2 separate regions of the Mus musculus genome follow, and region 1 is linked to region 2. The links are chromatin contacts, called in public HiChIP or PLAC-seq maps. All regions are on one chromosome and are shown on one strand. The core of a region is the stretch at or near the end of the contact, and the rest is flanking DNA. Distances in the headings are between cores, read along the strand shown. Region 1 overlaps Pkd1l1 (polycystic kidney disease protein 1-like 1). Region 2 overlaps Tns3 (tensin 3).

What was found. HiChIP or PLAC-seq counts read pairs in DNA pulled down with a chosen protein or histone mark.
Region 1: a contact with region 2 is called in an H3K27ac HiChIP or PLAC-seq map of stem cell-derived neural progenitor cells, with 5 times the contacts expected there. The contact joins two enhancer-like sites. A contact is called at or near these places in 16 of 484 Hi-C or Micro-C datasets (B cells, ECoMG myeloid progenitors, Sertoli cells and 7 more), 6 of 115 datasets of contacts at active chromatin or transcription factors (astrocytes, bone marrow-derived dendritic cells, cardiomyocytes and 3 more) and 1 of 9 other capture datasets (embryonic stem cells).

The regions. Positions count from the first base shown.
Region 1 is chr11:8,954,773-8,961,323 of GRCm38.p6, forward strand. Pkd1l1 (polycystic kidney disease protein 1-like 1) reads right to left here. Exons shown (of 52, transcript XM_017314870.1): 7 at 6,485-6,551; 8 at 4,079-4,211. Among named protein-coding and RNA genes, the nearest start is that of Pkd1l1, 17 kb to the right of the region's middle. Within about 2 kb of position 3,474, at least 45 of the 459 cell types and tissues checked have an H3K27ac peak or open chromatin away from gene starts, as enhancers often do. A contact at or near this core is called in neural progenitor cells and stem cell-derived neural progenitor cells, where this site is marked.
Region 2 is chr11:8,442,465-8,448,758 of GRCm38.p6, forward strand. It overlaps Tns3 (tensin 3), which reads right to left. Exons shown (of 31, transcript NM_001083587.1): 24 at 6,226-6,294; 25 at 3,182-3,277; 26 at 2,482-2,559; 27 at 1,471-1,548. Among named protein-coding and RNA genes, the nearest start is that of Tns3, 220 kb to the right of the region's middle. Within about 2 kb of position 3,822, at least 120 of the 459 cell types and tissues checked have an H3K27ac peak or open chromatin away from gene starts, as enhancers often do. A contact at or near this core is called in neural progenitor cells and stem cell-derived neural progenitor cells, where this site is marked.

The DNA.
Region 1 (6,551 bases), core at 2,224-4,723, 510 kb after region 2:
AGAGCACAGGGTCCCCAGTGAAGGAGCTAAAGAAAGTACCGAAGGAGCTGAAGGGGTTTGCAACCCATAGGAGGAACAACAATATGAACTAACCAGTACCCCCAGAGTTCCCAGGGACTAAACCACCAACCAAAGAAAACACATGGTGGGACTTATGGCTCTAGCTGCATATGTAGCAGAGGATGGCCTAGTTGATTATCAATGGGAGAAGAGGCCCTTGTGAAGGCTCTATGCCCTAGTATAGGGGAATGCCAGGGCCAGGAAGCAGGAATGGGTAGGTTGGGGTACAGGGGGAAGGGGGAGAGGATTTTTGGAGGGGAAACCAGGAAAGGGAATAACATTTGAAATGTAAATAAAGAAAATATGTAATAAAAAAAAGGGAGTGTAAATCTCTGGCCATTATTTGTATAACTGCTGGTTGAGACTTGGGGCTGGACTTTAGATAGCACCAGTAACCAGTACATTTAGTTTACATGCAAAAGTAAACAGTATATACATACACACACACACACACACACACATATATATATATACATACATATATATATATATACACATATATATACACACATATATATACACACATATATACACATATATACACACACACATATATATACATATATGTGTATACACATACACATGTGTATATATGTATATACATACACATGTGTATATATGTATACACACATGTGTATATATGTATACACACATGTATATATGTATATATACACACATATGTATATATATGCATATGTATATACACACATATGTATATATGTATATACATATATATTTTTTTGCCTGCTATGAGTATGTAAATGTAAATACTTACTTTTTCTTTCAAGAATGAGGCTAATTAAAAATGTCAAAGGAAAAGTTACCAGATTTGATTACATTACAATGTCTTTTAATTGTTATTTGTTTGTATATTTATTATGGACCTCACAGCTGTGTTGCTCTTCCCAAGCACTTTATGCCCCATCCTCTGGGACAGTAGCTATCATCCTTCCCTCAGCATACCTGGCCTGACTGTTATTTGTCCCTGAATATGGAAAAGCATTCAGGGCATGCCAACCTTAGGAGGGAGGCTGTCCAGCCAGGGACCCCTCCAGTTCTGGGGCTGATGCTAGGAGCAAGGGCTCCCCCTGGAGGATGTTCTGTTTAATTAGAATGAGAAAACTGAAAAATGGGATTTTAAGTTTCTAGCACCCTTAGTGTTAGCTTCCCTAGCCTTCTGTCCTCCTCCCCTCTGTTGTTCCCCTTAAAGCATGACACTCCAGGGAAATCCCGAGACTCAGGAGTACTTGGCCAATACAAAACAGACTCTATATTTTTGTGGGTGTGTCTTTTGTTTTAATATTTTGTCTTATAATTCTTTTCTGTTTTTGGTTTATCTGTTCTGAGTTTTGCTGTTTTTCTTATTTTTGTTTTGGGGGAGAAGGAACACAAAATTGGGTGGGTAGGGAGGTGGGGAGAATCTGGAAGGACGGGAGGGAGGGAAACAATATGGTTAAAATATATCAGAAAATTTAATTAAATGTATTTAAAGGTAAAGGAAGGTATTAGTTGCCTTCCTCCCACCTACTGACTGGGACATTTAGTCTTAAATTTTAGTTGAAATATAGTTTCTTATAAAGAAAACACAGATGATATAAAGACTGGAAAAGTTAGAAAAACAGGAGAAAGAATTTATAGCCTTATAGCTGGGAAACTTACCTTTTGTATTCTGTAGGTGGTACCATTTAAACGATTGTCAGTTCTTTTCATTGTTCTACTCTGAACATGATTTCATTATAGGACTTGCAACAAAGCCACTGGACTAACACAGTAAATGGAAATTTGTAATATTCTCAGATTTCAGACTTCATATATATAAATGATAATATGAATTAAGCCATACAATTTCCACTGGGGTGGGAGTTGGCTCTGAATGGGTGCACAGTAGAACTTGGCAAGCAAAAGTGAAGTTTCCAGGAAAGACATTCTGTCACTCAGCTCGGTGACATGGAGACGCCAAGGATACGGAGAAAGAGGTATGCATAGAGCACTGCAGGCTAAAGAGATAGTCACAGATTGCCACATGCTATTTGTCGTAATAGAAAATTAGGAACAATCAAAGTTCGGTTGTGAGGAACTTGAGAAATGGTGTAGAATTTGTACACATAATCCAATATATGCCACTGTTAAAAATCATGTAGTCAAAAAGCCAGTGGTCATGCTATAACAATTACTCAAATGTTGTGAAAGACATATATATTAAAAAGGCGCATAACAACTCCACACATAAAAAACCATAGCAGGGCGCTGGAGAAAGGACTAGGTGGATGACAGTGTTTCCTCCTCTTGCAGGGGCAGGGAAGTGGGGGCTGGAGACTAAGTCTTCTTTCCAGGACCCATGTTGGGAGGCTCACAGCCTTCTGCAACTCCAGCGCCAAGGCACATGGCGCCCTCTGCTGGTCTGGGCAAGCACCTGCACTCATGCACTCATATCCACACACACGTGATTTTAAAATAAAGGTAAATCCATTTTTAAGTCAATAAAAAATAAAATAAATACACTTATCTCTTGCTGTCTGGATTTCACACAATTCCATTTTTATACTCTTAGAAAACACGGAAAATATAAAATACAAATGGAGTCATCAATATTGTTTTCCTTCTCTTACAGAAAAGCTCAAATGAAAGTGTTTTACAGATTAAAAATTAAGTTCTCTTATTATTTATACTGTGTTTGCCTCTGTGTGTCCATTGAAAGTAAGTATAAATTAAAGCAAACAATAGATACAGGTGCAGGAATAGGAGTCTGTAGTTCCACTGTGCAAGAGGCCAAGGCAGGAAAACTGAGAGTTCTGGGATAGCTTGGGTAGTACATTGAATTTAAAGACAATCTGGGCTACATTGTGATACCAAACCTCAAATAAAATAAAATAAAATAAAATAAAATAAAATAAAATAAAATAAAATAGACGATGGATATGTAGCAGAGGGTGGCCTTGTTGGGCATCAATGGGAGGAGGGGCCCCTGGTCCTGTGAAGTCTTGATACCCCGTTGTAGGAGAATGCCAGGGTGGGGAGGCAGGAGTGGGTGTGTGGGGGAGCCCCCTCATAGAAATGGGGGGAAACCGGGAAAGGGGATAACATTTGAAATGTAAATAAATAAAATATCCAATAAAAATACTTAAAAATAAAATAAAATAAAAATAAATTAAATAAGATAACAACATTAAGAAAATATTCTTTAAAGCAAAACAAAATCAAACAAAGGAACAACATCATCTTTCCATCAGAGTGAGACTTCCAGTCAGAGCCCTGCAAGCTGTAGCCTTTCCCTGAATCCCTTGAGTTTTGGTCCATCCCTCACACAGAGAGCACAGAAGAGCCTGACACCATGGAATGCTGGCCTCTAGAGCTGCAGAGCTCTTGCCTCAGGGGACATGGACACTTGGAAGGCCTGCCCAGGGCAATCCCATACCCGCTTTGAAATCTACTGCCCTCTGGGGCTGCTGGGACCTGAAGTACCCAGGGCTGGCAGCTGATCCATTAGAGATAGCATTCTGGCAAACGCTCAGCTTTGAGTTCGCCTTCCCAAGTGTCAGGCTGGACTGGACACCTTTGACCTGAAAGTAAAACTGTCTGAAATCAAAGTCCTCAAAGGACTGCAAGAAATCAAAGGCAGCCTTCTTTTTCCTACTCTGTCGTTAATACTCAGCATATAATTGGTCATTTCTTTTAATTGTGGTGTCAAATTTTTCTTTTTACTGAAAATGCTATCATTCTATGCATAACCAAAAAAAAAAAAAAAAAAAAAAAAAGGCTACTCAAAGCAAGCTGAGCTGAGCGTCAAGAGTCATATAGGCAAATAAAAGACGTATTCAGCCACCAGAAACCAGGCTTCCGTCCCGGTGCAGGCTTTCCCTGCTCAGGAACCAGCTCCAAAGCCCTCACAGTGACTCTTTTGTGCTGAGCGCAGCAGAACAAACTTAACAAGCTTCCTTCATTCCCCAGCGAGCTCAGCAACTTGGAAGCAGCCTAGAGCGAGGTAGGCAGGATGATGAGTCCTTAAGCCCAGCCCTACCTGCACCTTCGCAGGCCCCATGTTCTTCACTGGGGGTGGTTGGCAAGGCTCCCGCACGATGAAAAGCTGCTTTCTTAGGGTAGTGGAGCTGACATTATTGAAGGCAAGGACTTCAACTGTAAACTCTCCCTCCCTGGAAGGGTAGAAAGCAGAGAATAAAGAGATTGAGGTTGTTGTACATCGGTTCTCAATCCCTCTTTATAGCCTCAGGACCCCTCACCCAAGTGTACTGTTCCTGAAGTTGCTTTTGCTTGTGGTATTCTATAACAGCGACAGAACAGTAACTAACACTCTTCTGCACACTTATTCAAGAATATTCCTCTGCAGCAGCGCCATGCTAGTCTGAGGCTTGGCCTTGACCATGCTTATCTCTGGCAGCTATGAAAACTGGACACTCATTGGAAGGACTTGATCCACTTAAGACCTAGGATCCTCCCTAGCCAGAGACTCCGCTAAGAACAACTGGCCTGCTTCTCGGACGTCCCCATACTCCCAACCTTGAGTATCATTTGCACGTGTGCTTTTGCATTAAAGAAAACCTTCTGAGACAATGATTTTGGACAAAGGCAATCAGATACAACTTATCTTTCTAATCTAGCTAGGTTCTGGACAATGATGCCACAGTCAATGAAGTATTGCATATGACATGACAAGGGTTCCTGGGATTAAAATAAGGCAGAATGTTTTGTATTTCTTAGTGATACCATAGCCGTGGTGGTTTGGCTATGCTTGACCCAGGAAGTGGCACTATTTGGAAGTGTGACTGTTGGAGTAGATGTGGCCTTGTTGGAGTAAGTGTGTCACTCTGTGGATGGGCTTTGAGAGACCTTCCTCTTAGCTGCCTAGAAGCCTGTCTGCTCTAGGCTTCCTTTGTATGAAGATGTAGAAGTCTGAGCTCCTCCAGTGCTATGTCTACCTAGATGCTGCCATGCTTCCACCTTGATAATGGACTGAGCCTCTGAACCTGTAAGCCAGCCCCAATTGTCTTGTAATAAGAGTTGCCTTGGTCATGGTGTCTGTTCACAGCAGAAAAACCCTAAGACAGAAATTGTTACCAGGGACTGGGTTATTGCAATGATAGGCCTAACCATGCTTTTCTTTGGAAGAATATGGATTTGGGGACTTTGGATTTGGAAAGCAGTGGAATGCTTTAAGTGGGGCTTAATGGGACATCCTAGTGGGAATATGGAAGGGTGCTGCTAAGGGTGATTTGAATTGTGGAAGTCTGACTCTAGAGGTTTCAGAGGTCCAGTCCATTATCATCAAGTTGGGAACACGGTAGCATCTAAGCAGGCATGGCGCTGGAGGAGCTGAGAGTTCTACATCTTCATACAAAGGAAGCCTGGAGCAGACTGGCTTCCAGGCAGCTAGGAGGAAGGTCTCTCAAAGCCTACCCCTACAATGACACACTTCCTTCAACAAGGACTACTACAAGGCCACACCTCCAAATAGTGCCACTTCCTGGGCCAAGCATATTCAAACCACCACAATAGCTGTCATAATATAAACAGAAAGTAATTTCTTTTGTGTTTGTGGTGATACTGCAGTGAACTCAATTCCCACATTGCCAGAACAAGCAAGAATGGGCAGTACATGGATGATGATAAAAATGGCTATGCTGTTGCCTTATATATTTATGAACTATATTTTTCAGAGAATGTACACTTACTTACAAAAAGAAATGCATCCTATAAAACAGCATTAGCTGGTAGTCTTTACCTATCTAATATTTACATCCTTTCTTGATTGCATCAGGTACCATGTAAGTACCTGGTTCATGGCATCTAAGGGAGGTTTGCACATTAACCAAACCAACAAATAATACTGTGTCAGAGAACCTCTGGTTGTTAAATGACACACAACTATCTTCATAATGCCTTCTCCAGGTAAAGAGTGGGTTGAATCAAAGGTACCTTCAGACCAGAGACCCATTATAGTGTGACCTCAGAGCCTTACAGTTTCATCTACATGCCTGTCTATCTCCTCTCCCTCTCCCTCTCCCAAGCATACTGCCTGCCACTGAAAATCTCTGCCACTGACATCCTTTTTTGGGGGTCTATGTTGGTTCCCCCTCCCCACTTTTTCTCTAAGAATCTCCTGCTGGACATTTCCTTTCCGGTCACATGAGAATATGCAAGTATGGTTCTGAAGTCTATAAAGCCATGAATGGGGGTTGTGTCTCTGCATCCCATACCCTCTTTGCTGACAGAATCCCTTGACTGAAGGCCTCTATTTGCTTCCTTTCCCTGGACCTTCAGGCTCCCCCAGAGCCCTAGCTCAGCCTGCCTTCTTTCCAGTCAACATTTGTCATCTGCAAGATTGACTGTGGGGTTTTAAGTATCGATCCTTCAGAAGGCAGCCACGTGTACACCTGCAATCAGCTGTCACCTGTCCCTTACTGCTCACCTGCTGTAGACATGGCTGGAGGAGCTGCTGCCCAACTCAATGGTGTCATCTCCAAAGTTCCAAAGGT
Region 2 (6,294 bases), core at 2,572-5,071:
ATGCAGTGATGTACTGCTACCATCGCAGGACTGGGAAGGCAGAGCAAGTGGATCCTCAGAGCTCACTGGCCAGCCAGCCTAGCCACATCAATGAGCTACAGGTACGGTGAATGACGGCTATAAAAAATAATGTGTAGGGAAATTTGAGGAAATATACAACATGGACTTCTGCCTCTGAACACATGTGCACACACATGTTCAGGGACCCATATGTATATGCATACAGATCTGTACAAACACACATATAATCTCCTGCACTATACACAAGGAAGGAAGCGACCGATCTCTGGAAAGCCATAGAAGAAGCTGAATGGCTATACCGAGAGAAAGAAACCAACCTGAAATGCTACATAGCTTGTGTTTACAGCATAAAGCATTCTGGGAAAACTGACAGTATGGCGACCATAAAAAGATCAGTGACAGTGAGTATCTTGACTATGAGGGAGGAGTGAGTAAGGAGATCAGAGGTAAGTTTTAAGATGAAGAAAATACTTCATGTGACATTATACTCATGAATGAATGCCAATATTTCTCAAGCCCATTGCCACCGAGAGAGAACACTGTATTTCTGGGCGGAGCCTTGTAAAATTTAGCACTAGAGGCAACCAGTGGCTGCTGACAGAGAGAGACTCAGTTTTCTTCATGGGTGAGTGCCCTGATAAGTTATTAAACCCCACATGGTCAGCCCTAAACACACGTACATATGAGCTAAACACTAAATGGACTCAGTAGACTCGTGTGTATGCGCATGTATAATACAGAATTCGGGCTGTGAATATGACAGGGAGTGGGGAGTGGGGGTGGGGGGGGAGTGGGGGAGAGATGATGTAAATGTTCAAGCCATTATAATTTTTAAATAAAAAGAGTGAGCTCTACATACACTACAGACTTCACTTAATAATGCAAAGATACTAGACAACTCATCAGCTGTAACACTATGGTGTGGGATACTGTGAATGGAGAGCCAGCATTGACATGGAATCTCTCTGCCTTCTATACTTTCCCATAGTGGATTTAGGAAGTACAATCTATTTACAAAGATTTCACCCAAGTGGCCTGGTCTCCCAGTGTGGTGTGTCTCAGCACAGATGGCAGAGTGGGTCCAGCAGTTGACTCAGGCTGAGGGACTGTTGAGTCACAGCTCCAGAACAGTTCTACATTTTCAGCTGGCGAGGCAGGTCACCACATCCTGCCTTCCCGCACCCCTCCCCCCACACTAAATATGGGCCTTAACATTTATTTATTCCACTGAATCTGGTCTTGTTTGAGTCCGAGCCTCTGATGCCCTGGCCATGCCTCCTCACAGCTGCACCCCACCCAGCTGTGCCAAGCAGCTATAAAAGGAAACTTCCTTCACAGTCCCCAGAAAAGCAGGAAATGACTGTCCAAAGGGAAGTTCTATCATGGAGTTCGGTTCCGCCCAGTGACTCGGAGATGCAGAGATACAAAACCAAAGCTGCGGCCACTGACCTGCTCCCTGCTTCAGCAGCTCGGCTGCAGAGTTGGCTGCTGTCTGGGGAGAGTTTTCTGCTATTTCCTCCAGTGGATCTGCAGGAAGGAGTGAGACGAGACATGAGCTCCTGACACAGTAGTCCACATGGCAAAGAAAATCTGATGACAGAATTCCCAGACGGTGACAGAGCTTTCTCTTGCGAGGCAATCATGCAGCCCACAGAGACTGTAACCCATTCTGAACACAGATGGAGGTGGTATGCCCCTAAAACATGTTCCAAGTCTCTGAATTCATTTACATAAGTGATCAAAATTTAAAAGATAAATAAAATAACATTTACCTACAGGAAAGCTGGGACACACAGTAAGGCCCCTATACACCCTGGATATTAATTTTTAAAAAAATTATTGTGGGTATTTTCTAACAAATATAAAAGTAGAGAGACTTGTTCATTCATGACCTAAATTTAACCATAGCAACATCATTCTCATTTTGTAGGACTGTGAATCTATAATGCAAGTGACCTTAAAATTAGTCTGAGAAAATATATTTTTTCATACACACACATGTTTGTATATAAAATAACTACTTATGTATGTACACGTTTTACATGTCTGGTGCCCAAGGAGACTAGATCTTCTACAACTACAGTTTTACATGGTCGTAAGCTGCCTAATGTAAGTGCTGGGAATTGAACTCAGGACCTCTGGGAAAGCAGTCAGTGCTTTTAACCACTGAACCATCTCTCCAGACCCCAAGTGTTTTACATCTTTAAGCTGAGCAGTCTTTGTTTTCTGGACACCTTCCATACAGGCCACGATGGGCAATGTCTGAAAGCTATTATCAGCAGCAGGGCATTCTTCTTTCTCAATTCAGGTGGCCACTAGTTTTCTTTGGGGTTTAAGAGTATATGTCATAAAAAAAGAACCTTAGTTTATTTTGTAAGGTGGGTCCTGGGTACAGCATGCTATCAGCGGTACAGAAGATCGTACACGCAGCCAGATAGCACTGAGAACTCCTCCACATACCTCTCTCCGGAATGAGCAGCTTGCAGGGTAAAGCCAAGGGCGTAATGGAATGCTGGCACACCAAAGCCGTCAGGCTCCCTATAAAGTGGATAAGAGTAAATGAATGTCACCAATCTCTTCACTTGCTCTGTGCTTAACCAAAGAATCAGTTGAGACCAAAATTCCAAAAACGCATGCCTTTATACCACTGTGGGATGTGACTCAAAGCTCCAAGAATGACAAGGCCCAAGCCAATGAAGAGGGTGATGGAGGGACCTGTAGTGTATGCCAAGCATATGGCCTTTATAAGTGCGAAGTGCCGGGGCGCTTCTTACGAGTAGGAAACAAGGCTGCCCCGGTCTATCCAGAAGGCTCTCAATTCACAAAGAAGGGGGAGCTCTGGTGGCAGCACTGTGCTCCTCCTCCTTGTGCCTGAGGCATGGGGACACACTGCGCTCCAACCCTGCTGGGACCCAGCTGCTGACCTTCACCTTGTCTTATTCTAGCTCTCGGAGGATCCCTTCCGTTTATTTGGTTTTTGACAAGGCTTCTAAAGAACAACTGCCCCTTCAGCTTATCTTAAAGACCTCACGTGGCAGCCTGACACCCTGGGGCTGAAAGGAGAGAAACCCATTGTGGTACAGAGTCCCTCGAATCTCAAGCCACCTGAAGGAGGGAATCTATGCTCTAGAAATTCAAAAGAGCTTCTCAAGTAACTCACCAAAATATGGTTCATTTGAGCACCCTTTCAACCGCACTCCCTTTGGGGTACACTCAATCAGGAAATGCCGGACAAGTTCATTGGACAAATCTCCAGCTGCGGGAAGAATAAAAATTTATTGTTTTAAATTTAAAATGTAAGAGAATCAAAGTAGGGATCGAGGGTAGAGAAAAAAGAGAGAGAACTATATAGAAGACAGACAGACAGACAGACAGACAAGCTTTTATATCTGCCTCCTGCAGATATCAAATCTAAGGGCTACACTTAAGAAGGCTCCCTCTAACTAGGATTAAACCACTGCACTACTGGGCCACTCCCAGAACCACTCCTGGGATGGTCAGTGGGCGGGGCCACAAGGCAGGTGGATAGTAAGACTTAAGAGTCCCTGAGAGACAGACACCCTCAGGCGGAACTCCAGAAACTCCCAGAGACGGGATGAACTGGCAGCTTAGAAAGACCCTGGCCTTGGAGCACCAGCTGCATTCCTCCAAGAGAGGAAAGGCCACCGAGGCTCCGGCAGAAAAGACTTCAGTACAGAGCTGGAAGGATGCCAGCCCTCTGGGTGAGGTGGAACCGCCAGCTGGGTACAGAAACGCCTGCAGCAACAAGCAGTCTGCTATGTAGGGGCAGCATTCTACCAAACTGCTAGTAAACAGGACACTTGTGTTCAAGCCAGCTGCTGAACCGAAAGAGAAGAAGCAACTGAATGGAAAAGTACAAACTGAACCAGGAGAAAAGAAGTCACTGCCCCAAGCTGCTAAAGTCAGTAGACACCCTGTGTACTGCATCTCTCTCCTTAATTGCTGTCTTTAGCACTCTGAGACCTAGCCTCTCAGTATAATTGATATAAAGCAAGACCTACTAAATTTGCGATTCGGGAGAGGTTGCCAGACTCTAGTCTGTATAAGCTGAATAAAACCTGGCAAATTTTGAGCCCCAGTATGAGGCCATAAATGGAAGATTCCACACCACGAAACTTTGTTTCATGAACGAAATAATGGAAAATATTGCATAACATTACTTTCAAAATATATGGAATGTATATGAATTCTATAGGAGATGTAAATGAATTTAATCTTAGGACTTGGGTCTCCCAGGTTGTATTCCCAGCAGCCACATGACAGCTCACAACTGTCTGTAACTCCATTTTCAGGGTATCTGACACCCTCTTCAGGCCTCCATGCATACTAGACATGTACAAATTTATGCAGTCAGATATACAAGGAAAAATATCACACAAATAAAATAATAAAGAAATAATTTTTAAAAAAGACTTAAGCCTCATTCCCAAGATACCTCATTATTAGTGTACAAATATTTTGAAATCTGAAAATAATCAGAAACCGTCGCCATATCTGTTTGGGGCCATTTATGATGAGAGATCCTGAGCTGCATTAGGCTCCAATGATGCTGATCAACACCACACATTAGCGGCAGTACATGTTAGCATTTCCTAGGGGCAGTCAAACCTGCAGGGATTCCATGAAAGTCTGACACATAAAACAGAGGGAACAAAATATGACACTTCCTCTGTGGGAAGAGAAGGTGTGGGGCTTCCAGCCTAATGAGAAAACCCACTGAAGGTCTGGATTCTACTTGTGGAAAATGGCCCCGTGAAGATCCTGCTGCCAAGGGTGTTTTGGAACACAGAGTCTAGAATGACCACAGCTGTCTCATCTCAAATTGACTGGAGGTGGCTCAGTGACTAACTGGCTCTTCACTCATTTGGTAAACTCTTCGCTCAAATCTATCGTTGGACTGGGAAATACAAATGTCAAACCCAGGCCTAGGTATACACACAGAGTCGAGACTGTATTTCAGCCAGTGGAGACCACCATGCTGGGTTTTCTGACATCTGCTATTCACATAGCCTCTATTTTGTTCGTTTATTCTCAGACTTAGTCTGAAGGCTGCCCAAGGAAGGATACATTCCCAGACATTAGAAGTCTTTTCCTGATATGTCACTAACTGATGTTCCTAAGTCAGACCTGGTAGTCCTCAGCAGCCAGGTCTGAGTGAGTGCTTCATGATAAAGGCCATACGTCCCCGCAGTAAGGTTCTGTTGAGCTTCTTAGGCGGGAATCCTAGACGTTCTATGTGATGTCACTTACTCTCCCACTCCCTCACAGAAGCCCTGTCAGCACCCCCAGGTTTGGGAGCTGTGCTCTGCCTGAGTCCCAGGTGCCTCCCAACCACACTTCCTAGCCTTGCAAGGCAAGCACATTCCTGAAGCAGGTCAGCCACCTGTGCCTGAGGCTGGCCCACTTGCAACCACATCTTACAACCTCAGTACACCGTGTACCATGTTTGCTCCAGGAAGCTTTCAGACAGATTTCACACAAGAGTTAGGATGGCTCATCTCAGACCCAGGCATGGGATGGGACAGACAGGTACCACAGCCATGCTGATTCGGATTCCTCTCTCTAGCTAAGGCAACGTCTCTCACTGATCCATGCGGCAGAGGCTCAGCTCCCAGAGAGATGCTCTGGTGATCAGTGAGGATGTAAGGAGGGCTGGAGTAGGGTCACTTAGTGCATGCCCTTAGGAGGGTGACGAAACCTCGCTCTCTCCCCAGCCTCTCCCCTTCACGTTGCAGGCAGAGGGAGAACACATACTCCCTCATGCACAAGCAGCCTATGATGATTTCTCTATCACAGGCCTGGTACCAGAGCCAACCAAATGAGCTGAACCTCTTAAAACCATGACCCACAGTGAACATTATCTCCTGATAAGATAAATACGAAGGGCATCCTGCACAGGGCGACTACTGCACACTCCTCGTGACCTGAGGTGTTCAGTGAGTCTTAAAATTTTTGATTCATAAGATAGTACATATTCTATGTACTATATTAGTGTTCACATTGCAAGTTTAAAAGTATGGAAAAGACGGGTTAAAAAAAATGAAGATAAAAGGTATACATGGATGGACAGCTACTTAAGGAAGTAACCTTAGAAAGCAAACACTAAATAAAGAGAAGCAGTGGGAACAGTTGCCGATATCAGCCACTGTAAACAACAGACAACCCCCGTCTATGGACGCTTACCTTTCTTGTTGAGGTGCAGGACAGACGGAGGAGGTGTGGCCACCTTCATGGCCAGGCCGTAGGCCCCTC